Linked DNA regions of Gossypium raimondii: region 1 is linked to region 2. A link is a contact called in public Hi-C data. All regions are on one chromosome and are shown on one strand. Each heading gives the region's core, a stretch centred on a gene start, on an enhancer-like site or on the middle of the called end of the contact. The rest is flanking DNA. Distances are from core to core; before and after follow the strand shown. Region 1 holds the start of LOC105794727. Region 2 holds the start of LOC105794770 (probable beta-D-xylosidase 2).

Region 1 (6,087 bases), core at 2,908-5,407, 190 kb after region 2:
CCATCTTCAGCTACACCAATGTGACGACAACGTCCATGGTTTTTTTCTTTTTCCCTTGGTGTTTTAATGCTTGTTTATTAGGATCAAACGATTTTTTTCCTTAAATTCCATTTCGAGCTATTTATATTCTCAAAATCATATATTTATCCAATTGCAGGTGTGGTCACTGTAAGAAGCTAGCTCCTGAGTTTGAGAAGCTTGGGGCTAATTTCAAGAGGGCTAAGTCCGTCTTGATTGGAAAGGTTTGCGATATAATGAAGTTTTTCTTGCTATATATTGCAATTGGTTTTATTTGGAATTCTTTTCTTTTGTTGATGCCATTGTAGGTGGACTGTGATGAGCATAAGAGTGTATGCAACAAGTATGATGTTCAAGGCTACCCAACCATTCAGTGGTTTCCTAAAGGCTCTTTGGAACCTAAAAAGTGAGTTTTAGTCTTGTTTAAGTTTTGGTATTGGAATCCACATTTTATTTAAAACATGCTCTTAGTAGATAAAAATTGTTCTATCCAGGTATGTAGGACCACGCACTGCAGAGTCCCTTTCTGAGTTCGTAAACAGTGAAGGAGGTAGATTATAGGGACCAATGTCTAAACCCACTAGGATTTTGCTTTGCTAATGTCTTGTTTTATAGGGACCAATGTGAAGATTGCCACTTTGCCATCCAGTGTTGTGGTGCTAAATGCTGATAATTTTAATGAGATTGTCCTTGATGAGACCAAAGATGTGCTGGTTGAGTTTTATGCACCTTGGTAAGCATGCAGCTTTTTTGTTTTGTTGTTGATATTCTTTTGCTTCAATCTTTTCTGCAAAAAGTGGTCTGATCAAGTTTTGTATTGGTTTTCTGCCAGGTGTGGTCATTGCAAAAGCCTCGCTCCTGTAATCATCTATATCAATGCTTAATAAAGGCAGCATGAACGTTTTGGTTCCAAGTGGTGATTTCCTTTCTAACCCTTTGTCTTTGTCCCTACAGATTTATGAGAAGGTAGCTACAGCGTTTAAATTGGAAGAAGATGTAGTGATATCCAATCTAGATGTTGACAAATACACAGATGTAGCTGAAAAGTAAGCATAACTTAGCCAATAAGCCCAACCCTTCGTGTCTTTGAGAGTTAAGATTAGAAATTCTCTGCTTTAAGTGCAGGTATGGAGTAAGTGGATATCCAACATTAAAATTGTTCCCAAAGGGCAATAAAGCTGGAGAAGACTACCGTGGTGAAAGGGAATTGGATGACTTTGTTAGTTTCATCAATGAGAAGTGTGGCACCAGTCGTGATACAAAAGGGCAGCTAACTTCAAAGGTTAGCATAGTACATATACTGCTATATGATCATGTTTGTCTTTCTATAGGAGGTAAAATCGTTCTCCCCTTCCTTTCTGCATAGGCTGGTATTTTGCCAAGCTTGGACACATTAGTGAAGGAATTTGTGTCTGCTAGCAATGACGACAAGAAAACAGTCTTGTCTAAGCTTGAACAGGAAGTTGAGAAGCTCAAGGGTTCCAGTGCCAGGTATGGAAAGATCTACTTGAAAGCTGCTAAAAGCTGTTTGGAGAAAGGTACTGATTATCCCAAGGAGGAAATTGAACGGCTGCAACGCATTCTTGACAAGGTAAGAATCTTTGCTGTTGAATATAAGTAAAATTCTTCTTATTGTGCCATTTGAGATGGTATTAAGCCATGAATTTTTTATTCGTTTTCTGGGTTTTACTGTGCAGTCAATAAGCCAAGCAAAAACTGATGAATTCACGCTGAAGAGGAATATCTTATCAACGTTTACCTGAACTTCTTACCTCACTGAATTTCCATGGATTTTTTTTAACTCTCTTTTCCCAATGCTAAGCAGAATTATGTTTGCAACTTACAACTTTAGTTGTTAGGCAACTGAAGCTCCGATTTGACGTAGCTCGTGATTTAGGTTGCTTCAACTGCCTCTTCAAACAAAGTTTTCATATCGTTGTAATTCTGAGACTGTTCTAACAAGTCTTTATTCTCCTTTCAATCATATTTTAATGGTTAAATTTTGATATTAGTTCTTGTACGATATGTAAGTAAATTTTATTGTACATATGTGGAAGAACATGGAGCATCGTCATGCTGCATCCATGTGAATAACTAAGAAGGAGCTAAGTAAAGTTCACATGCTTCCTCATATAGTCTCCACCGTCTCTATAACCAAAGATGAAGGAATCTGAATAAAGTTCACATGCTTGGTCTAGCTACCCATAATTGAGTTCTTGCTGCATTTGGCTTCAGATATGGTTTTTGACTGCTTACCTTTTTATGGTTCACGTTATATTGTGGATGAAACACATGTTCGCAAGGGGGTAGCCGGGAGGTTGGCAGGTGCTCTAGCCTCTCTTAAAATAGAAATATTTTCATTAACTCTTTTTAATTTTTTAAAATTTTAAATTAGTAAAGATAAAATTGTACTTTAGCCCCCTAAAAATGATAAAAAAATTGGATTTAACCTTTTAAAATTTATAAAGAGGCTATTCAAATGATGAAATTACATTTTATTATAGTAACTGTTAGAATTTGGGTATCTTACTTACATTTTACTGAATATTTAATGTTGAATGCAGATATTGATCTTTGAATATTCATTATTCAATTTGTTTTAGTTTTGTGGGTAATGGTTGTTTGGATAATAGACTTTAATTGTTATGAATAATAGATTTAGATTTGATATCCTAATTCATTATCCCTTTTATTTTTAAAAATTTTTAGTTTAAAATATTAAATATGAATATTTAATGTATTCAAAGAATATTTTAATTAGATTTAAATATATAGTAAACTCAGATAATAAATAAATATAAAATTCAAAGGTGAATTCAGATTTTAAAAATAGTAAATGATTGATTTTAGCCTAAAATACCAACAACTTTACGGCTTTGTAATGCCTTGCCTTTAACTTCATTGAGTAATTACACGCAAATACTCACACAGATTATAGGATAATAATTTTATCTGTTTGTAGAGTTTTTCATTTCACTGGCCATGTATAAGATAATAATCTTATAAATATATAGGCACTGACGATATATAAATAGATTTAAAAGATTAACATATATCTCTTTTTAAAATAAATTTATTTGTAAAATTTAAAAATAATTTTCCTATTTATAAAGGACAATTGAGTGGACAATTTATAAATAGCATTAATACAAACAAGGCAGTAATAAATGGTGGCAGGGAGTAAAAATATTTTAAAATTTTAATTACACCCCAAATTTTTTTTTAAAATGCATGAAACTCCTTTGAAAATTTTACTAACCCAAAATTTAGTCTCCAAGTCTGCCATTGAATACAAAAGCATCAACTTATTGCACTCAAAATGTAAATCTTTAAATCTTATTGATGAAACTATAAACACACGAATCCTCGTTAAAAAAGAAAAAAAGCTGTAGTGTGTGTCTGATCATCTCTTACAAAACGCTCTGTAACTCAAATAATAAAAAAATTAAAAAGAAGAAAAAAGTATAGATATTGTAGGATATGCAATATGATGAAGTTGACATATTTGCGGAGATTCTAGCTTTTTGAGCCTGTGCTAAGCTTTTCACCATATTCCAAATATGAAACCTGTCTTTGTAACCTCATTTGCTCATAGAAGCTAGCTATGAACTTCTCCGCCTTTGAATCAATCCCTTCTTCCTCCACTGCATAATATGGACTGTTCTCTTTCTCATCACATCCTTCATATCCACACTCTTCCACTTCTCCATCCTCTTCGTCAGTATCAGATGCCGTTGAGTCACTCTTTCTCCCACCATCATCATACCCGTAAACCCCATCGTAATCATCGGGACCGAAATCATAGTCAAAATCGACTTCCTCAGTGCTAATGCAAGGAAGAAGGAATCGCATGGAGGCTGGACGGTGCATCTTGACGTGAAAAATGGGCGTCTCGTCGAATGAAAGCTGGCGTTCCTTATAATGGCTCATCAGTTGGTGATGACGATGAGTTTGATGATGAGCAAGACCCTTGAGGAACTTAGGCACCAATCGTAGCTCCATCATCAGCCGTCTCCTGAACACCCCACCTTTTCTCGCCCATAATAATGCTAAACGCAGTAGACTCCATGCTCTTTGAGCTACATCACCCTTCCTCTTCGCCATATTAAACTTTGTTAGTAAGCCTAAGATATTTGGTTGCAGATGAGAGATGATAAGATTTATACTTGCAGATGGGGGATGATAATTGGGATTAATTAGTATGTGGACGTGTCGTGTTATGCAATTTACGTTAGGGGGGTTGGTACGCGGAAAGGCAGAGGGAGACGAAAACAAGGTGATTGGTGACAAGTGTGCAGAATGGGCGGCGGAACCTCGTAGCAAAACACGGTTTCACGCCACATTAAAGATTACTAAATCTAGCTGTCCCCTATTTTTCTTCCAAATCTAACCCTCTCAGATCAAAATGTTTTCGGAAATGACAAAACTGAAAATTGCGGCTCCTTTTAATTGATTTGAAACGGTGTTAATTGCAGTTGTTTTAAGTTGATATAACGTTGCATGTTTCAATTGCACAGTTGATTTGTAAATTTGTGAAATATCGAAATATTTTTGTCTCAAAGATTTTGTTGGAAGACGTGTGATCATGTTACCTAGATTCATTAAAACACAACTCTAAAGATATAATGTCCATACTATCTGAAGATTTACAAATCATATGGTTTTGTACAATTTAGAAAGAATACAACTATAATTCATCGTAGGAACATATTTTTAATGTACAATTTGTTGCTAAGAGTGATCTTAATTAATATACAGAAATGAAATTGCAACTTAATAGACGAATTGAATTTTTAAATTTTTTTCAAACCCTAAATATTTGAATAGGCAAAATATTGACTTTCTTCAAAGAAATATAAATAAAAAATAGGGAGTATTTCAATTTTACAATAACAAGAAAAATGAGAAATAAATATGAGTTTAATGTGAAAGGGTATTATAGTCAATAACGAAATAAATATTTTGGTTGGAAAGAGTGAAGCAAATGATTGCAAATTTATTAATGAAATAAAATGTTTACTTTTCTCAAGAAAACAGATTGCAAATTTTAATTCATTAAACTATTACCAATAATTAATGGTGATTAAATTATTGAGTCATTCAATTTTAATCTTTTATTTAGTCATAAATTATTTGAAATTAATTTCTTTAAATTTGGCAGTGTTGATATAGTTTAATAATATTTTTTACAATATTTATCATTTTGTGACAAAAATTTTAATTTTAGATATTTTAATACTTAAATTGAAAAATTAAAATTTTAATTACCAATATAGAACGCAAATAGTAGTTTAGTAATCATTTCAATATTTTAACCATTTCAATTGCTTGAGTGCTCCAACCTTTTAATGGAATCTTGAGTAATTTTTTATATGTATAATAATAAATTTAGTTTATAAGTACACATGTTTTGTTAATTTTTTTAAAAAGTTAATACATTTAAATTTTAATATTTACATAAAATAGATTTGATTCTCATCCTTAAAATTTTATATATTTACATTTATAATAATTTTAAAAAAAAATTAAAAACAACACCCTAGTTATTCAGGAGAGCTAAGTTGGACTAGAATAGTCCATATATGTAGCAGGATGCAGGCATTGCTCCAAGATTTCCAAGTCTCTAAATTAGGTTTGCAAACAGTTGAGCAAGCCACACTTGGCACCTGGCCTTGCTGCCTCATTTCTTCCCTTCCAAAACAATTCTTATAGTTACATTCTAAAAATATACTATATATAATAAAAACTAAATAAATAAAAATTGTCATAAAATTATGTTAGAAATAGAAAGTATATGGTCCCTAATGAAAATATATGAAATTGAAATTTAATCCAAAACTAGGAATTAAAAGTTATGTTTATCCGAGTTTAGGGATTAAATTGAATAAAATGTAAAATATGAGAGGAATCAAAAATAGATTTATATAGCATCATGCATATCATGGCATAGTATGAAAATGTTTGGTATTGATTGGTTATAGAAAATAATTACATAGATCAAGATTTGGATCAATGTGGGGCTAATAGGGAAAAACTAAAATTATGGATTAGCCCTCAAGCATCCACTCA
Region 2 (6,057 bases), core at 1,677-4,176:
CCCGACCCGAGGGAAGGATCCACGTACTTTGGGCGTTTGGTCTATTTGCACGACGAGTCCCTCTTGTTTTGGGGTGTTTCGATTGGATTTTCTTCAATCCTTTTAATTTGAATTGCTTTTTTTATTTTGATTTTAATTTGATCCATAGTTGTGCGACGTCGTTTTTGTTGTTTGGATTTAAATGTTGAGTTTGCGTGTTTAATTGCAGCAATGGTCCCTTTAATGTTTAGCGTTGTTCAATTCAGTCGTTTGTTTATTTATTTCAAATTCGCCTCTAGGATTTGGTTTTATTTCTAAATTAATCTATTTTTTTTACTAACTAAACGGGTTTATTATTTATTTAAACTTGTCACATATTTTAGGTAAATTCAATATAGTTTGTGTATATTCATTCTTAGTTTTATAATGTTTTTTTTATCTCTCTTTTATGTTTTAAAGGATTTGCATGAAAATATTCTTGTACAATAGTATTATATATATGTATATACATACACATACTTTATGTTAAATTATTTTATTTTATATATTATTGGTTTCACATTATTATAATTATTAACCTCAAGTTTTTACATATGCTTATATTTTTTTAAACCATTTTTTATATACAAATTATTTCTTTTTAAATACCCTACTTCGTATACTTTATTTAAATATTATCTTTATATATTATTAAATTTTCATATTGTTATATAGTATTATTTGTATTATTATTAAACTTTTCATTTTATACATATGTTACTTATTTAAATTAATATATGTCTATTATTGATTTTAAATTCATTAGCTTTTAAATGTTAATATTTACATGCAACCATTGCTCTTATGTATCTGAGATTGATTGTTTGTATCAATTGATTGTTTGTATTCATTAATGTACATTTTGGGCTTACGAATTATCATTTCACATTGTATATCAACATTTTATTGCATTATATTTGCTTAAAAGGTTACGTTTTATATGACTTAAATATAAAAAACACTTTTATTCAAAAAGCTTTCAAAACAACGTAATACCCGATATTTGGAATCCCCGAGAGAATTGAGCCCTAACGTATTGGGTTCTAATTTTTCTCGTTGAATCTAAATAATCAAATTTTCTTTAATCAAAACACATAAATAAAAGCCCATTCTCGGGAATTCGATACGTTGTGTCCTAACGCATTGGATATGGCATATTGTTTTCTCGAGATGAGGATTTTTCTAACAAATAAAAATAAGGCAATATTCGATATTTAGGGATTTTGTGAAACCGAGCCCTAATTTACTGGGTCTTGATTTTCTCATTTAACCCAAATAATCGGATATCCTTCTCAAAATGCATAGGTTTTAAAAGTCAAGAGATAAACTTAATTTTGAGGATTTAAAATGTCGCACTCTAACTTACTGAGTGTGACGATTTATTTCTTCGAAATAAGTGAATCTCATCGTCCAAATCATCTTACTCAAGTTTTCTTTTCAAAGGACCGTATTTTAAAATCTTTTCAAAATTTCGACATTAAGACATTAAACAATCGATTCGGTACCATTTTGGGCGTTACGAGGGTGCTAACCCTTCCTCGTGCGTAACCGACTCCCGAACCTGTTTTCTCAAATTTCGCAGACCTAAAACTTATTTTTAATGGTGAACCGACCACACCTTAATAAAAGATCGGTGGCGACTCCATTTTCATTTTTAAAAGTCGATTCCCATTTTCAAACATTACAAAAAAGTGGTTTCGACAGTACTTGCTATTACCAACCCCTTACCCGATTACCCGATTGGGTCCTGACCCGTACTTTACGTGGTTCGCACGTCAGGTGTTCACATACTTTATGAGACCGCACGATGTGGGTTTGCATCATCATCTATAACGTCACGTCCATGAACAGTAACCATATCATATAAATACACAATTTAACCCTTTTAAAGGATACACTCTGAAAATCACTCAACAAAAACATACCATTTTCGTAATAAATTCAAAGATAAAGTTTATATCCTTTAAATTGTTATACTTTATTTAAGTTTATGTTTTTTCAATCAAATAAATTTATATAATTTTATTTTTAACTTATTTATGAAAATTCTTATATTTTAATAAAGAGGAGTAAGTGGTATCACAATTAATTAGAAGGGAAAAAATATTTTTAAAAAATTAATTAATTATTCTCTCATTTATTTTAATTTGGCATATGTTATAAAATATTTAATTTAAAATTTTAACTATGTTGTTAGGTAGAACTATTTTAAAAGATATTAAAATTGAATATTCAGAGTTTAATATATCAAAAACGTTACTTGTAACATATGAGTGTTTGGATTTCTCCAAAAACATTTTTATTTTTATTTTAAAAGAGGTAATGTTGTTTGTTCCCAATGGTAAACAACAATGCACCATCTCACCTCTCTTCAAAGCCAAGCTATTCGATCCCAACTCACATTATCACTTGTTAACTAATCTGTCAAACAAACTCTCTCACTAGGCTAAAATGCCAAATCTTACATTTTCTCTTGGAGATCAATTAAATATAATGAAAAAAATGTTGACTTTATATCAAGACCCACCGCATAGACATGGTTTCCAGCTTGGTGATGACATGATATTTTTGTTTTCTACATTAGAAATCTTGTTCTACTAGTATATGTGAAGGGCATTATAAGTCAATCAGATGATCTACCTCACCTGATTACACTTATAATTCCCTCATATGGGACCTAACTCGTTGGAAACCCACCCTCTTTCAAACATTTCACCAAATCAATATTCAACTCACAATTAAATTATTTAACCTATGATCAACCACTTTAATCTCCCACCACACCTCTTTTTTTTATTTTTATAATAAAAATCTGCTAGAGAAGAAAATATGCTTTACTTTAAGCAGTTAACAAACAATTAATGTGGACATGTAATGATCAAAGTTAGTTTCAGTGCATCACCATTTCCATTCTTGGCACAAACTTCACCTATATAAATGCCATACATTCTTCTTCTTTTTCAGTACCATTACAAATATCCACATTGGTCCGTTTCTCAAATGAAAACGGGAATTGCCACCACCACCATGGCCTCACTACCTCAAACCATCATTCTCTTCCTTCTCCTCTTGGGTGCGTTCGCCCAAGCCCGCGATCCATTCGCTTGTGACTCCAAAGATGCCAAGACGTCGAGCTTGCCGTTTTGCAAGGTCTCGATGCCGATACCGAACAGGGTGACGGACCTTCTCGGAAGGTTGACAATGCAAGAGAAGGTTAGGCTGCTGGTGAACAATGCCGCAGCAGTTCCGCGGCTGGGGATCAAAGGGTACGAATGGTGGTCCGAAGCTCTTCATGGCGTCTCCAATGTGGGACCTGGAACCAAGTTCGGTGGAGCCTTCCCTGGGGCTACCAGCTTCCCTCAAGTAATCACGACCGCTGCTTCTTTCAATGCCACATTATGGGAAGCCATCGGACGGGTAACATTTTTCTTTTTTCTTTTCCTATCACCAACTTAAAACTGAAGTAAATGTTTATTATTATAATAACATAAAGAAATTGGTATAATGTTAAGAATCGCAGCTTTTTTTATCATGATATATTTTCTTTCTGTTATTTTACGTAAAGATTTAACTTACAATTTTGTTCCTGTCAAGTGTGAAGTGGATGCAATAATTTTCTGTTTCCACTCATATCTTAACTTTCTATACAAAACCATATCAGCCTTCCACACATACCATTAAAAATTTATATTTGATACATTATAAAAATTTTAAGCTAAATTCACTTGACCTTTTAACTTTACAATTTCATTGGTTGGTCCTTGAATGTATGGTGTGCAACTTGTATGTGTGTGCCAATGCCTACAAATTTTTAATAATTTTAGGGTAGCGCTATTAAAATATATGGCTTTAGTTTTGATATTAAATTATTAGATTTGTCAATTGTGATTGTAGGGAAGTGTTTCTATGTTATCAATTTGAGAATATCAAGATTAGGCATGAAAAAGAATATATAATCAACTTGCTGTCGTAGAATCATTGTCATTCAAGCAAGTTGTATTCTTTAAGATTTTTTACTTTTAATAAAAGAAGTTTGGGAACCGATGTCGCAGGTTGTGTCAGATGAGGCAAGGGCGATGTACAATGGGGGAGCGGCTGGGCTAACATACTGGAGCCCAAATGTAAACATATTCAGGGACCCAAGGTGGGGTCGTGGTCAGGAGACTCCAGGTGAAGACCCGGTGCTGGCTGGTACATATGCAGCCAGCTATGTGAAGGGCTTACAGGGAAATAATGGTGACCGGTTAAAGGTGGCGGCTTGTTGCAAGCACTTTACGGCCTATGACCTCGATAACTGGAATGGAGTGGATAGGTTCCACTTTAATGCCAAGGTTAGTTAATTTTGTGTCGTGTAGCTCCAGTTTTGGATATAGGTGGGTGATCCAACTTGGGAATTTTATTGCTGCAAATATGAAACCGGCTTAATTCCATCAAACATCCTTAATTATACCCCAGATTCGAGGTTCATTGTTAAAAACACTAAAATATTTTAAGTCCTTATAACATTAATATTGTACCATTGCAGTCCTTCGGTGTTTGAATTAAGATGATATTTGGATAAAATAATGTAAAATGTGCCGCAAAAGGCTGCAGATTCTTTACTTGTTTGTCTTTAGCTTAGAGCTTTCTTATCCGCAAACACTTTGCTTTTTGTTCTTATTTTTTTAACATAATAACCCGAACAATTAAACAAAGAAAAGCAATCTTTTTTATTTTTTATTTTTTAATTCTCACGTCGGTTTCCACACATTTGAGCAGGTAAGCAAGCAGGACATCGAGGATACGTTCGATGTACCCTTCAAAATGTGTGTACAGGACGGTAATGTAGCCAGCGTTATGTGCTCTTACAATCAAGTCAATGGTGTTCCAACCTGTGCTGACCCTAATCTCCTAAAGAGGACCATACGAGGTCAATGGAATCTCAATGGGTACATTGTTTCAGATTGTGATTCAGTGGGGGTGTTTTATAATACCCAACATTACACATCAACACCTGAAGAAGCTGCTGCAGATGCCATCAAAGCAGGTTAGTAACTTTTTATTTTACCCTTTTTTTGGTACACTTATTATTATTCTATATTGCGGCGTTAGTCAACTTAGGCAATGATGATTTACCAATTCATGGTCTATTAATTAATTGTTCAAAACCAATGGTATATATAAAGAACGAACTTGCAAAAGGTAATAATATGTGATCATTAGGCTCCATTTTCGACTAGCTGGCTCAAATTATGGCAAAAGTGACTATATTCTTGCAATGTCATTAACATACAATAATTGAAGGAAAGAAGATTTATCCAATTGCAGGTCTGGATTTGGATTGTGGGCCTTTTTTGGCGCAATACACTGAAAATGCAGTAACAAGAGGATTGTTGAAGGAGGCTGATGTTAACAGTGCCTTGGCAAACACGCTCACAGTCCAAATGAGACTCGGCATGTTTGACGGTGAACCGTCTACACAACCATTCGGGAACTTGGGGCCAAAAGATGTGTGCACACCTGCTCACCAAGAGCTCGCCCTCGAAGCTGCGAGACAAGGCATTGTTCTGCTTAACAATCGTGGTCCTTCATTGCCTTTATCTCATTTACGTCACCGCACCGTTGCTGTTATCGGACCTAACTCCAATGCTACTGTTACAATGATTGGAAACTATGCTGGTAAATTCTCATGATAATTATTCTCATTTCTATTGGTGAATGGGTCTAAAGGGGTCACCTAATTAACTTTTTGTTGTTCTTGTTGGAACATTAATTAGGTGTTGCATGTGCATACACATCTCCTTTGCAAGGGATAGGGAATTACGCAAAGACAATTCATCAAATGGGATGTGCAGACGTAGCTTGCAACGATGACAAGTTATTTAGTGGGGCAATCAATGCTGCTCGTCAAGCAGATGCTACGGTTTTAGTAATGGGGCTTGACCAATCGATTGAAGCAGAGTTCAGAGACAGGACAGGGTTGCTTTTGCCAGGGCGGCAACAGGAACTTGTTTCTAAAGTAGCCATGGCGTCTAAGGGTCAAACCATACTAGTTTTGAT

Evidence for each region. A called contact is a pair of places that touch in the nucleus more often than the background predicts.
Region 1: a contact with region 2 is called in a Hi-C map of leaf, with 2.4 times the contacts expected there. The contact joins the promoter of LOC105794727 here to the promoter of LOC105794770 in region 2. A contact is called at or near these places in 2 of 2 Hi-C or Micro-C datasets (both in leaf).

The regions. Positions count from the first base shown.
Region 1 is chr7:34,064,451-34,070,537 of ASM2569854v1, forward strand. LOC105794727 reads right to left here and starts at 4,158. Exons shown (of 1, transcript XM_012624030.2): 1 at 3,324-4,158. The coding sequence starts at 4,122. The coding sequence ends at 3,535. LOC105794736 (probable protein disulfide-isomerase A6) reads left to right here. Exons shown (of 10, transcript XM_012624042.2): 2 at 158-242; 3 at 327-424; 4 at 513-568; 5 at 634-751; 6 at 851-878; 7 at 973-1,064; 8 at 1,144-1,300; 9 at 1,385-1,609; 10 at 1,716-2,026. The coding sequence ends at 1,781.
Region 2 is chr7:33,873,248-33,879,304 of ASM2569854v1, forward strand. LOC105794770 (probable beta-D-xylosidase 2) reads left to right here and starts at 2,927. Exons shown (of 5, transcript XM_012624082.2): 1 at 2,927-3,435; 2 at 4,071-4,349; 3 at 4,777-5,044; 4 at 5,326-5,676; 5 at 5,775-6,057. The coding sequence starts at 2,956.